2 separate regions of the Zea mays genome follow, and region 2 is linked to region 1. A link is a contact called in public Hi-C data. All regions are on one chromosome and are shown on one strand. The core of a region is the stretch at or near the end of the contact, and the rest is flanking DNA. Distances in the headings are between cores, read along the strand shown. Region 1 holds the start of LOC103643744 (LOB domain-containing protein 37). Region 2 holds the start of LOC103645490 (zinc finger protein 4).

Region 1 (4,179 bases), core at 1,136-3,635:
ATGGGATCGCCTCCGAAAATATAAAAAAAAATCCATCCTATTAACAGCGCTAATTGACGGGTTTCTTCTTTACTTAATTACCACACGTACACCCTGCCCCTGAAGAACCCTCGCTCTCTGCACAGTCACCCGTCAGTCAGTCAGTTCAGTTGAAGAGGTTTAGCAGCGGCGGGGGAGGCCTGGGCTCTCCGTGTCCGTGATCACCGGTCTGGTCCTCGCACGTGGTCGTGGCCGAGTACTCGTCGGACGCGCCGGCGGCGCAGCCCCGCGGCCCGGCGCCCGGCGGCGACAGCGCTGGCGTCAGGCAGAGGTCGAGCTGGTGGCACGACGACTGCAGCAGCAGCCCAGCAGCGGCAGCAGCCGGCGGCGGCGGGCGGTGGTGAGAGGCCGCGGCCGCAGGGACGGCGTTGTTGCTGGAGCCGCCGTTCGCGTTCCTGCGCTTCGTTGTGGACGGCGCGGAGGAGGAGGAGTTCTCGGGCGACGCGGCGGCGGCGGCGGCGGCGACCAGGCCGCCGACGCTGCCGTAGAGCCCGTCCATGTCGCGGTCCGTGAACGCGGCGGGGACGGCGGAGAGCGCGCGCAGCGACTCGCCGCGGAGCACGGCGTCCGCGGCGGCCTGGCACAGGTCCCAGTTGCCCGTCCACATGAGCCCGATGGCGCCGCTCACCGGGTTGATGGTCCGCCCGCAGGCCTCGTACAGCAGGGACCGGAAGAGGGCTGCATTGTATTGTTTGTCCGCACAGTTCCAGCATGGTTACGTTAGTAGGAGTCGCATGCATGGTTCCAAGTCAGAACTTGAAGACGACGATGATGTTATTATTAGTACTGGTGCGCGCTGTTGGTAAATAAAAAATATTACCGCTAACCAAAAAAAGGGGTTGGAATTATAGTAATAGTAGAATTAGATCCCAATAATTATGTAGCATATCTGTGACGGGTGAGTGGGTGACGACCTTTTTCTTTATTTTTGTCCCATGAGAGCGTCGAAAGGCCGCGTAGCTAGCGCCATAAAGAAAACATTTTGGTAGCTGCTGCTGCTGCTGTGTCAATAGGTCATGTTGTTCTCTTCTTCAAGATAATATAAAATTGTTGGTCTATAGATAACATAACCTAAGCTCCTATAGTGGTAAAAAAAACGTCACCTAACTATGGCCCTGTTTGGTACAGCTTATTTTCAGCTTCTTCACAAATTTAAGCAGAAGTTTTGCCAAACAGCTAGCTTCTGCAGTAGCTTATCAGTTCAGCTGCTTCTCAGAATACACTAAAAACAGCCAACAAGCAGAAGCTGCTTTTCACCAGCTTATCAGATAAGCTGCTTTTTCAACAAGCAGTAGCTGTGCCAAACAGGACCTATATCTATTTATCTATCTATGTATACGTGTGAGTAACGATAATCTTGCAACATATAGGGCCGGGCCGGGGTGTAGACGTGTGGTGGACGGCATGCATGCATGCATTAATTACCTGGGCGGTGGTGCAGCGGGACTGCGGCGAGGGAGGCGACGAGGCCGGCGCGGCCGAAGAACTTGGCGACGAAGACGGTGGCGTTGGCCTGCGGCTGCGCGCCGTGGATCCAGTCGATGCTGGGGCGGAGCACGCAGGCGTCGCTGCAGCCCTTGCGCAGGACGCGGCAGCCGTTGCAGCTCATCGATCTGCCCCGCTCTGTCGATCGATCGATCGGCACGCCGTTGCTCGCTAGCTCCTGCAGTCTCGTACGTTTAATGTAGTATAAGCTAACGCGTGCGCGTGCGCCCACCGGCCGGCCGTGCTGTGCTCGATCGAACGTACGGCGATGGAGGCGCACGACCCAGGAGCAGAGCTAGCTAGGCGACGACGATGGCGGCGGCCGAGGTGTGTATGCAGCAGCAGCTGAGAAACCGATGGATAGATGTATGTGAAGGACAGCAGGACAGGTACTAGTAGCTAGCTAGGAGAGAAGGAAGGCTGATGGCTGGTTGCTTATATAGACGAAGCTAGCTGGAGGCTGGAGCAAAGAGCAAGAGGAAGAGGAAGAGGCACCCGCACCAGGAGGCACAATTAAAAGGTTCGATTCGAGGAAGGAGAAATTGGGGGTTGTGCTCCAATGACTTTGGCGGTTGGCGCCTACGTGTTGCCGCAACACCCCACTGTCTGCCCCCCATTGTCGCGTCCCCTACAGGATCCTCCGTGCTCTGATCCCATCTCCCGGCGTCTTGCTGGACCTGCCACGCCATGAGGGGAGAAAGGGTAACACACGGACGCAGCTGCAGAGGATCCGAGCATGTCAGTGCGGCCGTTTTGGCGGGGCTCTGGGCCGCGGAAGGACAGGAGGATGTGAATGGATAGGAACAAAGGCGGAGGAGGAGTGAGCAGAGCAGACGACTCAAGGGCAAGGCAAGGCGCCGGAAAGCGACGCGCGCGGTGCGGGTGGGGCATGGTCCAAAATTGTTTAAAAAATATATATGCAGAGATAGATATGAATAAGATGGGGCCGCCGCCCCTTGGCTGCCTCCAAGGGCTGAGGTCGCTCGCTGGCTGGCGTTGCCATCGCCGCCACCTCAAACCGGCCCCGGCCCCCCGGAGCCACCCTCTCTCTCCCGGCCCTTCACCCCCCCCCCCCCCCCCCCCCCCCCCAGCTCACCTCTGCATCGTACGTATCCTCGCTCCTCGGTCGTTGGCGCCTCCCACCACGTACCTGGCGCGCTCATCACGCACGCCGCAGGTCCTAGTCCTGCTCGCATGCAACTTGCCGGCGGTTGCCTTTCGGCCATCTCGCTGCGTTTTTCTTTTGTTTCTTCCCATCTCATACATATGGAGCCAGCAGCTACTGCTGGTCCTACCAAGCCGCAACTTGCTCGGAGGCTGGCTGGCCAAGACCTCGATCAGCGCCTTCGCATCGAGCGCAGTACGTTGTTAATTCGGTCGGACGGCTCGAGGGTGGGTCAGTGGGTGTGGAACTGTGATGAGAGAGAGAGAGAGCGAGTGGCAGGCGTGCGTGTGTGTGCCGGTGGTGCGGCGTGACGTACGCCGCGGAACGGAACGGAACGGAATCCGTGGCGGCACCGCCTCCTTGCCGCATCAGATTCACATCCTTTTCAGTCCTCGCCGCGCCGCGCGCTCCCGGGTTTAATTTTCCCGGTCCCGGCCCTGGCCTCGGCCACCCTTTCTTTCTTTCTTGCTTGTGGTCTGAATAAAAATATGCACCACACCACACCACACCCCACCCCACCGTCGCAGCGCATGGCTCATCGCCGCCCACCCGTCGACGGCAACCAAGCCAACAAGGCAACGAGAGCTTTACAAGCAGGCCGGCGCGGTCGGGGCTCGGGGGCCACAGAACCGCCCGCGGCCCGCCCGTTCAATCCCGGGAGCTATCGCTGTCTGTCTTGTACAGTTTATTGGAGAGAAAGGCATAAGAATTATGAATACCAGGATAGGATATGATGGGATGCTGCTCTTCGTTATGCATTCGTCCTAAAATATAAGTCATTCTAAAAAAATTGGAGACTCAAAGATTTTTAAAGTTTAAAAGTATAACGGGAATCATAAAGATTTATGCCACAGAATATATATAGTATAAAAAATATATTTAATGGAGAAATCTAATGATATACATTTGATATCTTAAATGTTTACTTCATTGTATAAATTTGGTCAAACTTGAAAATACTTTGACTCGCCAAGAAGCTTGGAACGACTTATACTTTGGGACGGATGGAGTAGTCAATAGGAATAGATGAAATAGATAGAGACGAAACAAATTATTCTTAATGATGGTTTCACGCAGTTTTCCGGTACCTTGAAAACGGGTTGGCATTGTTTCAAGGGCATGTACAACCCTGAGACCATGTTTTAGTTTTCTAGGTATAAGAGACGTTTAACAAATTGTATGGTACAACTCTGAGTCCCTCGATCATAAACGCAGTTAATAAATAATATGTAATGAGAATCGTGTAGAGACAGACTCTTTGCGAAGAGCAAGTCTCTTGCATTTTTTTCAACTAACCCATAGGGACCTCTCAAAAGAACTTGTATTAAATGAGGTTGTACATGCCTTTATATTGATGAAACTAGTTTCAACTATTTCATAATAAATCCAGTGACGTGCCATCAAAAATACAAGAGTTTGACGATGATAACAAGTCCTTGTATTACAATTTGAAAATATTTGGCGCCGCGAGCAATAAAGAAACAAGCAAA
Region 2 (4,179 bases), core at 1,042-3,541, 510 kb before region 1:
GGGATCACCCGGATGAGGATCAGGACGGTGGCCTGTGGTTGTCACCGGTGTCGTGGGAGGAGATACGAGGGCAGGGCGACGGCGACGAACTCGAGCGGAAGGGGAGGGGAACGAGGGCTCTTTGCTCGTGCGGGACGGTTGCGAGATGCGGGCTGGCGGCGGAAGGCAGGGTGGGAGAGGCCGTGTGGAATTAGTGGGCAGGATCGGACGGCTTAGATCGCAGAACGGTGAACGGACGGTTGAGATTGCAGGATGGCAGAACGGCAGAACGGCAGACTACTATTGCTTACTTAATAAGTAGTAGAGATTAATTAGCTAAAATTTAGCTTTACAAACTATTTAGCTAGTTTTTTATATGCTCTAATAGGGAACTAGGTTGCTTTTCTCTATCATTTGTGCTGAGTGGAATGTCACATCGGCACCTGGAACCGCAACTTGCTGAATAGGAACAGGAGGGAATAGCTGACGACTGCAGTTTCCATGTCGGGGCTGCGTCCGGACAAATTCAGATGTCAAAGGAACATTTTTCTGAAGCAAGCTTTATTGCTGCCAACGCGTTCTTTGTACCGTTCCATCCGCCTTGCAAAGTTTCTTTTTTCTAATCCAGTTTTCCTTTATTTTCTCCCATATATTTTTCTTTCTTTCCCTGAATAACAAATACTGTCTGAGCTTGCACTCAGAACGGATTTCGCATCTGGCTGAAAGGATTCAGAAAATGATCACTGCCTGCTCGTTTTTTTTTTCAGAAGACGCAGATCGAACTGCTCGTTTCGAGGAACCGTTCGCTATTCAGAAGGCGGCACGAAGTCGAGGGATTAGGCAGCTGACAGACAACTATATACCGGTGAAAATCGAAACTAGTTAGAAATCAAAGTACAGTCTGGTCGCGCGAGCTCCTCCTCATCTACAAGTATGCAACATGTAACTACGACGATGTTTCGGCTTCAGTTTCACAGCCTGAGATCCAAGTCTATCTTCTTACTCTGCTCCGACGCCGACGCCTGCTCCTCCGAGCTCGGCGGCTCAGGCTGCGTCCTCATGCGGAAGCTCCCCGGCCACGTCGAGCTGACCGGCTCCTCGATCTCGTAGAGCAGCGCCGGCGCCCACGAGGTGGCGGCGGCGCTGTTGCCGTCGTGGAACCTGGGGGCCGTGCTCGTGGCGCCGGGGGCCCCGGCACCGGCAGCCTTCCGCGCCGCGGCGGCGAGCTCCTGGCTGGCGGCGCCCTTTTGGATGACCGCGCTGGCCGGGCTGACCCGCAGCGCGGCGCGCACCAGGGCGGCGTGCGCCTCGAGCGGCAGGCCGGCCATGACCATCCGCTGCGCCGCGTGGAGGTGGTGGTACTGGTACTGGTAGGCGGGCGACGGCGCGGAGGAGCGCTTGGCCGCGCTGCGCTCCCGCTTGTGCGCGTTCTGGTGCCCGCCCAGCGCCTGCGAGCTGAAGAACTTGCGCATGCAGAAGTTGCACGAGAACACCTTGTGCGGCGCGGGCGCGGAGGGAGGAGGAGGAGGAGGAGAGGACGGCACGGGCACGGGCTTGGGCGGCGGCTCGCCGTCTGAGGCGGCGGACGAGGAGTCCCCGTCCGTTGTCGCCGGGAACTCGTCGCGAGGGGCGGTCACGGCCAGCGTGAGGTCGAGCCACGGCATGGCGCCGCCGCCGCCGCCGGCCACCGTGGGCCGCCGTTCCGCGCTCTGATCGTTCACCGACGACGTCTCGTCCATACGCTCCAAGTCCATGCCCGATAAACCCTGCGTGCAAACTGAAGCCTGCTGCTGCTGTTGCTGATGTTGTTTGTTGGCTCTCGATCGTCGCTTGCAGTTGCAGTTGCAGGTGATCAAGATCAGCCTGCTTTCAGGTTCGCGGTTTGCTTTATAGAGAGTGAGAGGAGGCGAGGCCGGGCGGGGGGGACACGTTTGACGTAGGGATCGGAGATGGGGAGAGAACAATTCGTTTGGGTGATGGTAATGGAGGGAGGGTTGTGGAGGGGGAGAGTCTCGTCTCTAGCTCTCTGTCTCTGCGCGGAATCAGGAGGTAGGGAGGCCTGTGTGTGTGTGTCTGTCTGTCTCTCCCACCCCAATAAGTTATTTAGTGGATAATCTTAGGCGAAGCCCGCTCGGCTCATCTCTTCTTCCTCCATCCGATCCATGTCCAATCCAACTGTGGACCTGGCCCATGTCCCTGGAGCAACGCTTCCTCTGCTCCTCACGTCAGCATCGCCATCTCAATTCTCAGCAGTACTATACTATCCATCCATGCTCGATCATCTGCGGGTTCTGTAGCAAACTGTAGCTCTCTCTCTCTCTGTATGTAGACAACAAGTTAACCATCCACTGAAACATCAATGGAGTGGAGTGGACACGCGTCGTTTTACCAGTGGCGCAGGGTGCGGTGAAAGTGACCTAGTTCACGTAACTCTTGTGGAGTTTTAGCTGTCCAGAGACCAGACTCCAGTTAGAGGAACGGCCGGCCGGGTTCATGTCACAGTCAGAAAGCCATGCACCAAGTAATCCTGTCGAAGTGTCGATCCCTCCGCAGACCGGCGCCGCGCCCGATCACACGCCATTAGTATATTGATGGGCACCCGCGCCCTACCTTTACATGCTTAATTAGACTACACATCTCTCGCAAACAACCTTTAATCTGTCTGGAGATTAGCATTTGCGCCCAAACACGGCAGACTGATCGAGACGCACCCACCACACCGCCGCCTGACGTTGACTGCGCCTGCTGTTCTCTCTGATGACGAAAAAGCTCCATTAGTACCCATGATGATTTCCTTTTTGTATACTAGTGTTTATGCACTAGTAGTAGTGTTCATTTTTGTAATATATATATATATATATATATTATATATATATATATATATATATATATTGCGTGCTGGAAGCACTAGAGCTGACTGATATGAACACTAATAAGAGTTCTGTCAGTTCAGAGTTTAGACTAAACAGGGTAGAGTCCCATGCGTGCAGTGCAGTGCATGCATTCTTGTTATTCCTCCTCAAGTAGCAGTGGCAGCAGCAGCTCTTGTAATGGGATTGTACAATGATGCCTCTCCTCCCGTCCCCTCCACACACCACAGGCACAGGCGGTAGGGTTCCATTCCTTTTGGTAGTGGGAGACTGTTGCTGTCGCAGCACAAGTCACAAGTGCACTGATATATATCGGTATATAGAGGACCGGACCGGACCGGACCGGAGGACGACGACCACCAGCCGCACTTTTTGGGCGTGGTCTTCTCTTGTGCTGGGACTGCATAGGGAGCTGACGATGATGATCATGAGTTCTTGTGAAAGCTAGTGCAGTGTGTGTGGATGGTGCTGGCATTAATCAGCTGGGGGTGGGTGTCCAAGTCAACTTGGTCAGGCTAGCTGGCTTGAGTTGAGGATAGATAGACGACGCATAGAAAAGGAGAGGCACCTGGGCCTCCGGGGCGGGGGCGCAGCTGCAACATTAGGCGGTCGCTTTCGGCGAGATTTGCAGATCTACATGCCTTATTCCTGTCTCTTCTCCTCCAGGCTCCAGCTAGCTATAGCTAGCACGATTGATCAGGGCAGTTCGGTTTCGCCGGCTGTTGCAAGTAAGCTAGTAGTGCTTCCTGCCATCATGATATATATTTAGGTATATTTATATCGATGGATGGTGAGCGCCTGAATTAATCCGTGGTCGTCGTCCGTCCGTCCAGAGCTCGATCAGCTGTTTGCGTTTGACCTGCCTGATGATCTCAAACCTCATCTTCTTCTTTCAACATCAACATGATCATATATAATGGCAGTAGGTCCTTCGGTTTCGTAATGGAGACGGCAGTACTATACGTACGTTGTTGGGCGAATTTTCAACGTGATTAGATAGAGATATATAAGCCATGCAGTGTGACCTAGAAATGACCAAGCAATCAGGAACACACACGCAACTGCATATGGCTTCCATCGATCCGGCCTGTACTTAGCTTGCAGCAAACCTGTATCTGTATGGGAGGGACAGGGAGCTCAAGTACAGTTATTTGTTTTGTTTTGGCGCGCGGCCGGCCTAGGCCTAGCTTATCCCTTCCCTTCTTCATCAGCTGCTTCAAGCTTGAACTAATTACAACCGACGCGACATGTCAGTAACCGTTCCCATCCATCGTCCGCCTTGCTGAGACTGAGAGGCGAGACTTGGAGCTGCAGAGACGACAGAGCGAGC

Evidence for each region. A called contact is a pair of places that touch in the nucleus more often than the background predicts.
Region 2: a contact with region 1 is called in a Hi-C map of endosperm, with 3 times the contacts expected there. The contact joins the promoter of LOC103645490 here to the promoter of LOC103643744 in region 1. A contact is called at or near these places in 5 of 25 Hi-C or Micro-C datasets (bundle sheath, ear, endosperm and 2 more).

Annotation. Positions count from the first base shown.
Region 1 is chr1:261,787,908-261,792,086 of Zm-B73-REFERENCE-NAM-5.0, reverse strand. It overlaps LOC103643744 (LOB domain-containing protein 37), which reads right to left and starts at 2,385. Exons shown (of 3, transcript XM_008666920.3): 1 at 1,789-2,385; 2 at 1,465-1,702; 3 at 1-717. The coding sequence starts at 1,648. The coding sequence ends at 146.
Region 2 is chr1:262,298,395-262,302,573 of Zm-B73-REFERENCE-NAM-5.0, reverse strand. LOC103645490 (zinc finger protein 4) reads right to left here and starts at 2,291. Exons shown (of 11, transcript XM_035964345.1): 1 at 1-2,291. The coding sequence starts at 1,733. The coding sequence ends at 951.